Regions from separate parts of the Mus musculus genome. Here region 2 is linked to region 1. The links are chromatin contacts, called in public promoter capture Hi-C maps. All regions are on one chromosome and are shown on one strand. The core of a region is the stretch at or near the end of the contact, and the rest is flanking DNA. Distances in the headings are between cores, read along the strand shown.

Region 1 (4,202 bases), core at 1,138-3,637:
GTAGTGAGTTCTCATGTGTGCCTGCTGCATCAGCATCCCCAGACGGATGTCACCCAAAGGCCATGGTTCACTTGCATCCCATGTCCCCGGACGAACCACAGATGGCACTCCAGTTTCTGTGACTTTGCCATTTGGGGCAGCTTTCTGGACCTCTTATCGACCTCCCCCCTCCCCCACCACCTTTAAAATGGGTCTGAGTAGGCATGACCATGCACAGCTATAATCCCAGCACTAGGGAAGCTCAGCCAGGAGGATTGAGAGTTCAAGGCCAGCCTGGGCATAGAGTGAATTTGAGGGCAGTGTAGTGAGTTCTGCTTCAAAAACAAAAATAAATAATCCACAAACGCAGGAGCGCTTGCATCGAATTCGCCTCAGTGAATATCTGGAAGGTGTGCCTCACGTTCCCATGCTTGTGTCCTTGGCAGACATTACTAATCCATCTCAGCATGCACACACCAGGTCAGGGCTCAGCCTCAGCTGCAGGGCTTCTAGACCTGTAGACCCGATCCCTTTCATGGAAACTTCCCTGGACTCCAAGTCCCCATTGAGCTCTGCGGCTTTCACTCAAGCCTCTGCTCTCCTACTGCCTACAGTGCAGTGCTCCCTGTTCTGGTATAAGTGTGTATCGTTGTCAAGATTCAAGGCTGAGGTCACAAGCTGATTGGCTGTCCTCAAGCCAAATCTGATGCATAGATATTTGCTCAGCAGTTCTTTTTATTCTTTAAAAACAGTAGTTGGCAGACTGTTTTTTAAAAATAGTAGTGCCACATAAGACCTCCAGGTCTCTGGGTTTCCCAGATCTGACAATTCTAGGGCCTCTCCAGTCACTTCAGGGCCTGCCTGGCCCATTTCTCCATGACCAGGACCTCTGGAGCCTTATTCTATATGCTCTACTTTGGAGACGTGAGGTGTGGTTGGCTTGATGTTTCTAGAGGGAAGATTACTCTCCTCTCTAAACGCTTCTCTGGGGAATTAGCACTAGGCTTCTGGTTTCCCGTATGGTTTTCTTCAGAGCCAGAGCCAGGTGAGCCGGAAGCTGTGGAGGTAAGTGCAGGCTGTAGTGACTGGCCTGCTTACATTGATGCTATCTGTGACTGTCACTGCCAGCAGGGCCGGAAACTGCCAGGCTCCAACACTCAGAGCTCTGTACGTTCCCAGGCACATGTGGCTCAGTAGGCCGTTAGTTGCTTCAAGATGATATTCCTACTTCAAGACTGCTGGGGGGCCAGGTGTGTGTGTGTGTGTGTGTGTGTGTGTGTGTGTGTGTGTGTGTGTGTGTGTGTGTGTGCTGGAGAGGTGGCACAGCAGTTAAGAGCACTGACTGCCCTTCCAGAGGTCCTGAGTTCAATTCCCAGCAACCACATGGTGGCTCACAACCATCTGTAATGGAATCGGATGCCTTCTTCTGGGTGTCTGAAGACAGCTACAGTCCATAGCTTTGAGGATGAGATACCACCACCAGTTTAAGTAAGACAACATAAGGCTATGCTGTTCATTCCTGAACACAATACACGGGTTTAATGACTACATAGTGAAGGTGATGACAGGGCTGGGGCTGCATCAGAAGGGACAGGCGGGTCAGCTGGCTTCAGCTGCAGGAGGAATGTGTGAGCTGAGTTTTGAAGAACTACCTTGGACATTAGTCTGTTCCTCCCGTTCCACCTGAGTCTGCCTCCCTGCATTGCAGGAACCTTCCAGGTGTGTGCTGGCCACTGGGCCTTTGGTCTTGCTGTCCTTGCTGCCTAGAATGTTCTCCTTAGATATGCACTTGGCTGTTGGCCTGTGTAATCCGGGTCTCTATTATTTGACTCCTTGTCAGACTTAGCAGGCACCTCTCTCCTCACTCCTGCACTGTGTCCTTTTTCTTCAAACGCTTACCAGTGCTGACGTGTGTTCATATCTGATTGTTGTCTTTCTCACCAGAGCTCAGATGACTCGAAGGCAGGAAGGTGACATCGCTGTATTCCCAGCACCCAGCCCTGTGCCGGGTCCATAGCAGCTACTCAGTAATGTGGAAGAAAGGCAGATAGGAGAGAGAGAGAGCGCAGATGGGGTGCAGAGGGCACAGCCAGCCATGTAGAAAGGCCTGAGGGTCTTCCAGAGACAAGAGTATAGGTGGCACCATGGGACAGAGAGAAGGGCAGACCAACCAGGCCTCCTGAGACACAGCCTAGCTATCTTCATTTTCTCACAGATAACCAGCCTGTCCCAGGAAGTGGACATTGCTAGCCACCCTCATAGGAAAGAGCTCTCCAGAACCGGCAGCCAGGCCTGTGCAGCCCACTTCCTTCCTTCCTTCCTTCCTTCCTTCTCTGGGCCCCACCACAGAGGATTGTGAGAAGTCTCCTCACAGTAATGTGATGGGCAAATTTTTCAAGTTCACAGTTTCCTGCCAGGCCCCACAGTCAACCATCCCAGCTGTGAAGGCTGACCCCAGCTCACTGAGTGACCGTGAGCCTTTCCAGGAACTGCCCTGTGCCCGTGGCTCCTCCCACTCTTTTCTCCAGACTTGTTTCTTCTTGTCTTTCTAGAATCAGGATCTCCATCTGAGTGTCTTCTTCTCTGGGTTTTCTAAGCCTTACTCTTATTAGAAATAGGGCTAAGTCTGTTTTTTTTTTGTGCCTTGAATTGCCATCTAGTTTTGAAGATCAGATGAGGCAATATGAGTTAAGACTCAAGCTCAGTAGACGTCATTCACTTCCAGGTTAAAACCTTCATCTGGTCTTTTTATCCAGACCCAGCCAGACTCGCCCTTCAGTTACTTCCCAAGATCACAGAATGCTGTCCAAAGGTTTTCTCAGCAACACTGAGCCCAGTGACAGACCCAAAGGACGTGCAGACTCCACTCAAGGGCACCTTCCGAAGCTATTCCTACAGGCTACCCTCCCCAGTGCCCTCCTGAGTATGAGAAATACTATCCCCAGGCCCCACCATCCAGCCCCTGTTTGTTGGTTTTAAACCTGTTGGAAGCCCGCCCCTGGCAGGAAGCCACAAGCATGAGAATCTAGTCCAGGAATAGCGCTCCCTGCTCAGCATTTAAATGCTGCTGTATTTTTACCCCATGATGGGTCACTTTTGAAAGCCCTCGCTCATGTTCTCTCCCTCTAAGAATACATTTCCATTTATAGCGTCTGTCCAGGGGGTGTGGGGCTCAGGAGAGCATCCTGTTTCACTTCAGGGGATTCCTGTTCACCAGCAGGAAACCTGAATCCAGGCCAAGCCCCAGGTGTCTTTCTACTTCCAGGGTCTGAGCTAATCTGACTGTTACAGGCTGGGAGACAGGTGGGGGTTCGGGCCGCTTGCCAGCTCTGTACTGCCTGGGTCTCCAGGCAGTACAGCATTGTGGTTCTGCCGCTCTGGGGTACTCTTTCTCCTTCATTCACCCACCAAATGCTCACAGCTTTCTGTTAGCACAGGTTCTGTAAGGGTACAGGAGGACCATGCTGAGCAGGGGCAGTGAAGGCCCTGGAGGGGTGAAAACAGTTAGGGTGTGGTTGGGAAAAATTATCGCTTTGGTTCCTCGTCAGGCTCCAGTCCCCATTCAGATTCTGTGAGCCTAGACAAGTGATTTGGCTTCTGTGAACCTCCTGCATTTGTTAATGGTGTTCCCTGGGTGGTGGGCAGGATTAAGCAAGATAGAAACAATCAGGTGTCTAAGTAGTAGTACCTGGCCCAGGAGGTGGGAGTGTGTGTGTGTGTGTGTGTGTACCCTAGGCCCCTCCCATATCCGACTGTTGACTAGGGTAACTCAGGTGGGTTTAGGCTGAAGGTCTTATGAAGGTGGGTGTCTGTTGTTCTCAGAAATGGGTGTGTGCTATCTCAAATGCCTGAGCCCCTCCTGAACAGCACTTAGTGACCCTCAGCCCACCTTGCAGTCAAGCCCAGCATCTGAGAATCTGATGGTTTCCTGGAAGATTCTGAGGGAGTGTGTATGGACCCCACTTGGAGGTGTGCCACCCCTCCACCCACCTTGCACTTGTCTCTCGGGGCCTCTGTGGGGTGCCTGAGGATCTGGGTCTCACAGTGTAGCCCAGCGGTGGAGTCAGGCAGTACACATGTAACTGCAAGCAGAGAGGGAAGAAAAGAGTGGAGAGGAGTGACACAGAGCGGTGGCTGCCTTCCCGGAAGGTGATGTTGGAATGCAGGCCTAGGTGAGAGAGTGAGCCATGCTACCGCACACTCCAGATACAGGAAGTTTTGTT
Region 2 (4,202 bases), core at 1,196-3,695, 160 kb after region 1:
AATAGGGACACAGTGAGGCAGTCTGCCTAATGGAGAATGAAAAAACAAAAGGATGGAAAGAAGTGCAACAGAATACTCTAAAAGATTCCCAGGACCCGGCAGGATGAGATAAGTAAACCGTACAAATCAGGCTAGCCTGTAATTTTTGGGAAAACCTATCAAATGAAATGTGAGAAGGCAAAGAGTATAAGCTTAGGAGAAAAGAAAATTGAAAGGGGACCAGAGGAGTAAGGGTAAAGGGAGAAGAGGATAGACTGATGTGGTTAATTGGTACTGGGTATTAAATATAAAGGGAAGAGCTTGATGGGGTATAGTGTCTGAATGCAGTCTCCCCTGATTGCTGCTCGCAACCTCAATTCTCAATGGTCCTTCCTGCTTGTCCAGATGTCTGTTAAACTCTTTTTTTTTTTTTTTTTTTTTTGATTCTTTTTTTTTTTTTTTTCCCATTTTTTATTAGGTATTTAGCTCATTTACATTTCCAATGCTATACCAAAAGTCCCCCTTACCCACCCACCCCCACTCCCCTACCCACCCACTCCCCCCCTTTGGCCCTGGCGTTCCCCTGTACCGGGGCACACAAAGTCTGCGTGTCCAATGGTCCTCTCTTTCCAGTGATGGCCGACTAGGCCATCTTTTGATACATATGCAGCTAGAGTCAAGAGCTCAGGGGTACTGGTTAGTTCATAATGTTGTTCCACCTATAGGGTTGAAGATCCCTTTAGCTCCTTGGGTACTTTCTCTAGCTCCTCCATTGGGAGCCCTGTGATCCATCCATTAGCTGACTGTGAGCATCCACTTCTGTGTTTGCTAGGCCCCGGCATAGTCTCACAAGAGACAGCTACATCTGGGTCCTTTCGATAAAATCTTGCTAGTATATGCAATGGTGTCAGCGTTTGGATGCTGATTATGGGGTGGATCCCTGGATATGGCAGTCTCTACATGGTCCATCCTTTCATCTCAGCTCCAAACTTTGTTTCTGTAACTCCTTCCATGGGTGTTTTGTTCCCATGTTAAACTCTTAAGTTGTTCTTCACAGTTAAGGTCACAGTTCTTCCAGTGTTCAAGGCTGCTTGGAACTTACATCTTTATGTTTCTTTGCCAACTCTGTCTCTAGCCATGTTGTTGAATACTTCATGGTTCTGATGCAGACTTTGTTAGTCAGTTTTAGTCTGCTTGCCAGATTTCAGCACACAGCCTAGTAATGCTTTTCCTGTGTTTTACAAGAGTATGGGTTGGCAAGTTTTTGTTGTTACTGTTTTTGTCTTGTGTGGTTTTTTTCTTTTCATTTCAGTAGAGTCAACTTATCCTTTTTAGTAGTGTGTGGCTTCCTCTTCCCTTTAGCACCACCACAAGTCTCAACAAAAGGTGAAGCTGGACTCCTTTGAACGTTGTGTCAGACAAAGCACATCACTCTTGTAGTTGCTTACCAGCAAAGATCAAACTTGCTGGTCAGGAAAAATTCTTCCTTATCTTGGATTGTGGCCTTTCTGGGATTCATAGTATCTGAGGGATCAGCAGGTGTGTGCCCTGCCCCATAAGGGTCTTTATGGAAGACTGTGTCTAGACACCACTTCCATTGTAAGGGGCAGATCAGAAAGGTCCTCCTTTGCTTTATACATTTCTGTTTTCCTTACTATTAGACTCTGGATGTGTAGCTCCCATCCACATCTTCAAACAGCTGGCATCTAGCTTTTCCCAGTTTATTACCCAGAGATTCTTCTAACAGATTATGCTGGGATGCCCACCATATTTGATTTACATTTTTAGTTTTTTGAGATCACATAGGTGAATTCAAGAAAACTCAGTCTCCATGACACCATTTCCATCTTCTCAGAATTTTGATTTATACAGCGACTACACGTTTTTAAGTCTGTCTAGCCATATCCTCTTTCCTTTTCTTCCATAGCGTTTTCTCCTTGAGCAGCTAGGCAGTGGCTTTATGTATTAGAAGGTATTTAGTGTAATCTGGTGCTCTTCCTGGATCTAAGTGATAATGCTGCTTAATGTCTTAATGAATGAATATGCCATCTAAATTCATTCACTTTCACTTGACTTGAAGTGAAGCTTTGGGTTAGGATTACTTGTGCAGTATTCTAAATGTTAGTGAATGACATACTTGCACCATAAATTAACACAATTTTGTAGAACTTATTTGGGCTTTAAATTTTTTGGGGGGATACAAATTATTTCTTTTCTTGAAAGAAAGATTTAAACCAACTTGAGGGGTGCAAAAGGAAATTGTGGCTGAGAAATAGGAAGACATTTTTTGAATCAATAAAATAAGGCTAGTTATACTCCTGTCAGAGCAGTAGTCTGGGGTTGAGTGAGTGGTTTACAAAGATCCTTTTGTGATGACCAGCTCCTGAAATTCTGTTTCTTGGCAAATGGCTATGCAGTTGATGATCTTGCAAAGTTCCAGGAGAGGTGCAAAAATCAAGTTTCAGTTTCTCTTCTGAACCAACTGCCGAGTGCTAATAGAGCCTATTCTGTAGACTGGCTACAACTGGTTCGGGTTGTTAGATTGCATGGTTCAAGAACAAGAACTCACTTCCTTAAAAATGAGAGGTTATTTTTTAATTCTCATGAATGTTTTTCACAGTTGACTTTGCTTGTAGTCTGTTCAGACCATAGCTGTGTGGCTGGATGTTTTGTAAATATGGCATTCTTACTTTCTTTTTGTTGTCATTGTTTGGTTTTTTTGAGGCACGAGATCTACTGTAGTTCAGGCTGGCCTAGATTTGATATATACCTTCAGTTGACTTTGAACTCCTGATCCTCTCACCTCTACTTCCCAAGTGCCAGGATATATAGTGAACTACACTATATATCCTATCCTATCCTAATTTAATCATGTCAACAAGAAATGAGTTAGATAATTATGGCAGTATATCAACAAAAGAGAAGCAGGGTCAAGAAGAGAATCAAGAAATCATTTATCAAAACATGTTTTAGTATCTTTTATGTTAGGCATTGCATATATTAGGTATTAATTATATGTAAATTAATGGAATCCTTGCCTTAACAGAATTTAGAGTTGAACAGATGTATTTGCTCTTGGGATTTTTCAGTCATTCTTCCCTCCCATTGTAGTGGTGGGGATTGAGCCTTCAGCCTTCCACGTGGTGTGCCATAGCTACTCCACCATGAAGCAGCCTCCCCAGATCCTCTGAAAGTCATGCTTTTATTTTTATTTTTTGAGACAGGGTCTCTCTGTAGCCCTGGGTCCTGGAACTCACTATGTAGACCAGGCTAGCCCTGAACTAATAAATCTGCCTGTTCTTGCCTCCTGAATACTGGGATTAACTGCGTGTACCACTCTAGCAGGCTCTTTCAGAGTGTGTTAATATGTTTCTGTGCTCTGTGGCTTGGCCAGCCAGGGATGGAGGAGCATGGTTTTGTAAAACTTAACTTGGCCACAGATTCATTTTGAGTGGTGGTGGTTAGACTTCTGTTATAGACAAGAGTTCCTCTGGGCAAATTTTGTGAGAAGAATGAGTGGCTGTGGATGTTAGATCAGTGAGTAAGCATGTCAGTTTTCATTTTACTTGGTTCCATGGCCTTTATATTGAACAGTGTGTGGCTGGACACACTCTGTGAGTTGGGAGCGGAAAGGTAATAAATTTATAGGACATGCTAGTAGAAAAGATTGGGTCAGAAAGCTGCCAGCTCCTAAATGCTCCTTGGGAGCATTGAACACAGAAGTAAATCTAGTACCTGTTTTGGGTGGGATGAAGAAATAAACATTGCTGTGACTATGAATTTGGCATACAGTGAGCAAGACTTTTAGACCACTCAACCAGTTAGGTAGAATAGTGCAATGTGGACCCAAAGCTGGGCTCCCTGAATCCTAAGAGCTGACCCAGCTCAGTTTTGCTATTCGTGCCAGGCTCCTCTCATCATGTCATTCTGTGCAGCTGAGGCAGTCAATTCTTAGAAACATCAAATGAGTTCCATGAGCATTGAGTGAATAAACGAGTCTTGCCACCTGCAGACTAGCAAAGGTAGATGCTAAGGGAACATACTGAAATATGGTGGGAAAGGGGCTTGCTTAAGAAAGTGGAATGAAGTCTGTCCCTATGCTTTGGACTGGGTAGAACAAGATGTGTAAAACACTGGTTATGGGTGCTGGTAGGGAGACAAGATTTTTTTGGTTGCATCTTTCTGTTTGGGGTTGTGTAATCTCTGTAAGCAGTAATGTTTTG

The links. Capture Hi-C pulls out chosen DNA fragments and counts their contacts.
Region 2: a contact with region 1 is called in a promoter capture Hi-C map of liver. The contact joins two enhancer-like sites. A contact is called at or near these places in 1 of 39 promoter capture datasets (hippocampal neurons) and 3 of 9 other capture datasets (adipose tissue, liver and pancreatic islet).

The regions. Positions count from the first base shown.
Region 1 is chr17:26,593,279-26,597,480 of GRCm38.p6, forward strand. The region is part of intron 1 of Ergic1 (endoplasmic reticulum-golgi intermediate compartment (ERGIC) 1); the gene reads left to right. Among named protein-coding and RNA genes, the nearest start is that of 1700049J03Rik, 29 kb to the left of the region's middle. Within about 2 kb of position 2,388, at least 148 of the 459 cell types and tissues checked have an H3K27ac peak or open chromatin away from gene starts, as enhancers often do. A contact at or near this core is called in adipose tissue and liver, where this site is marked.
Region 2 is chr17:26,751,211-26,755,412 of GRCm38.p6, forward strand. The region is part of intron 4 of Crebrf (CREB3 regulatory factor); the gene reads left to right. Among named protein-coding and RNA genes, the nearest start is that of Bnip1, 28 kb to the right of the region's middle. Within about 2 kb of position 2,446, at least 69 of the 459 cell types and tissues checked have an H3K27ac peak or open chromatin away from gene starts, as enhancers often do. A contact at or near this core is called in adipose tissue and liver, where this site is marked.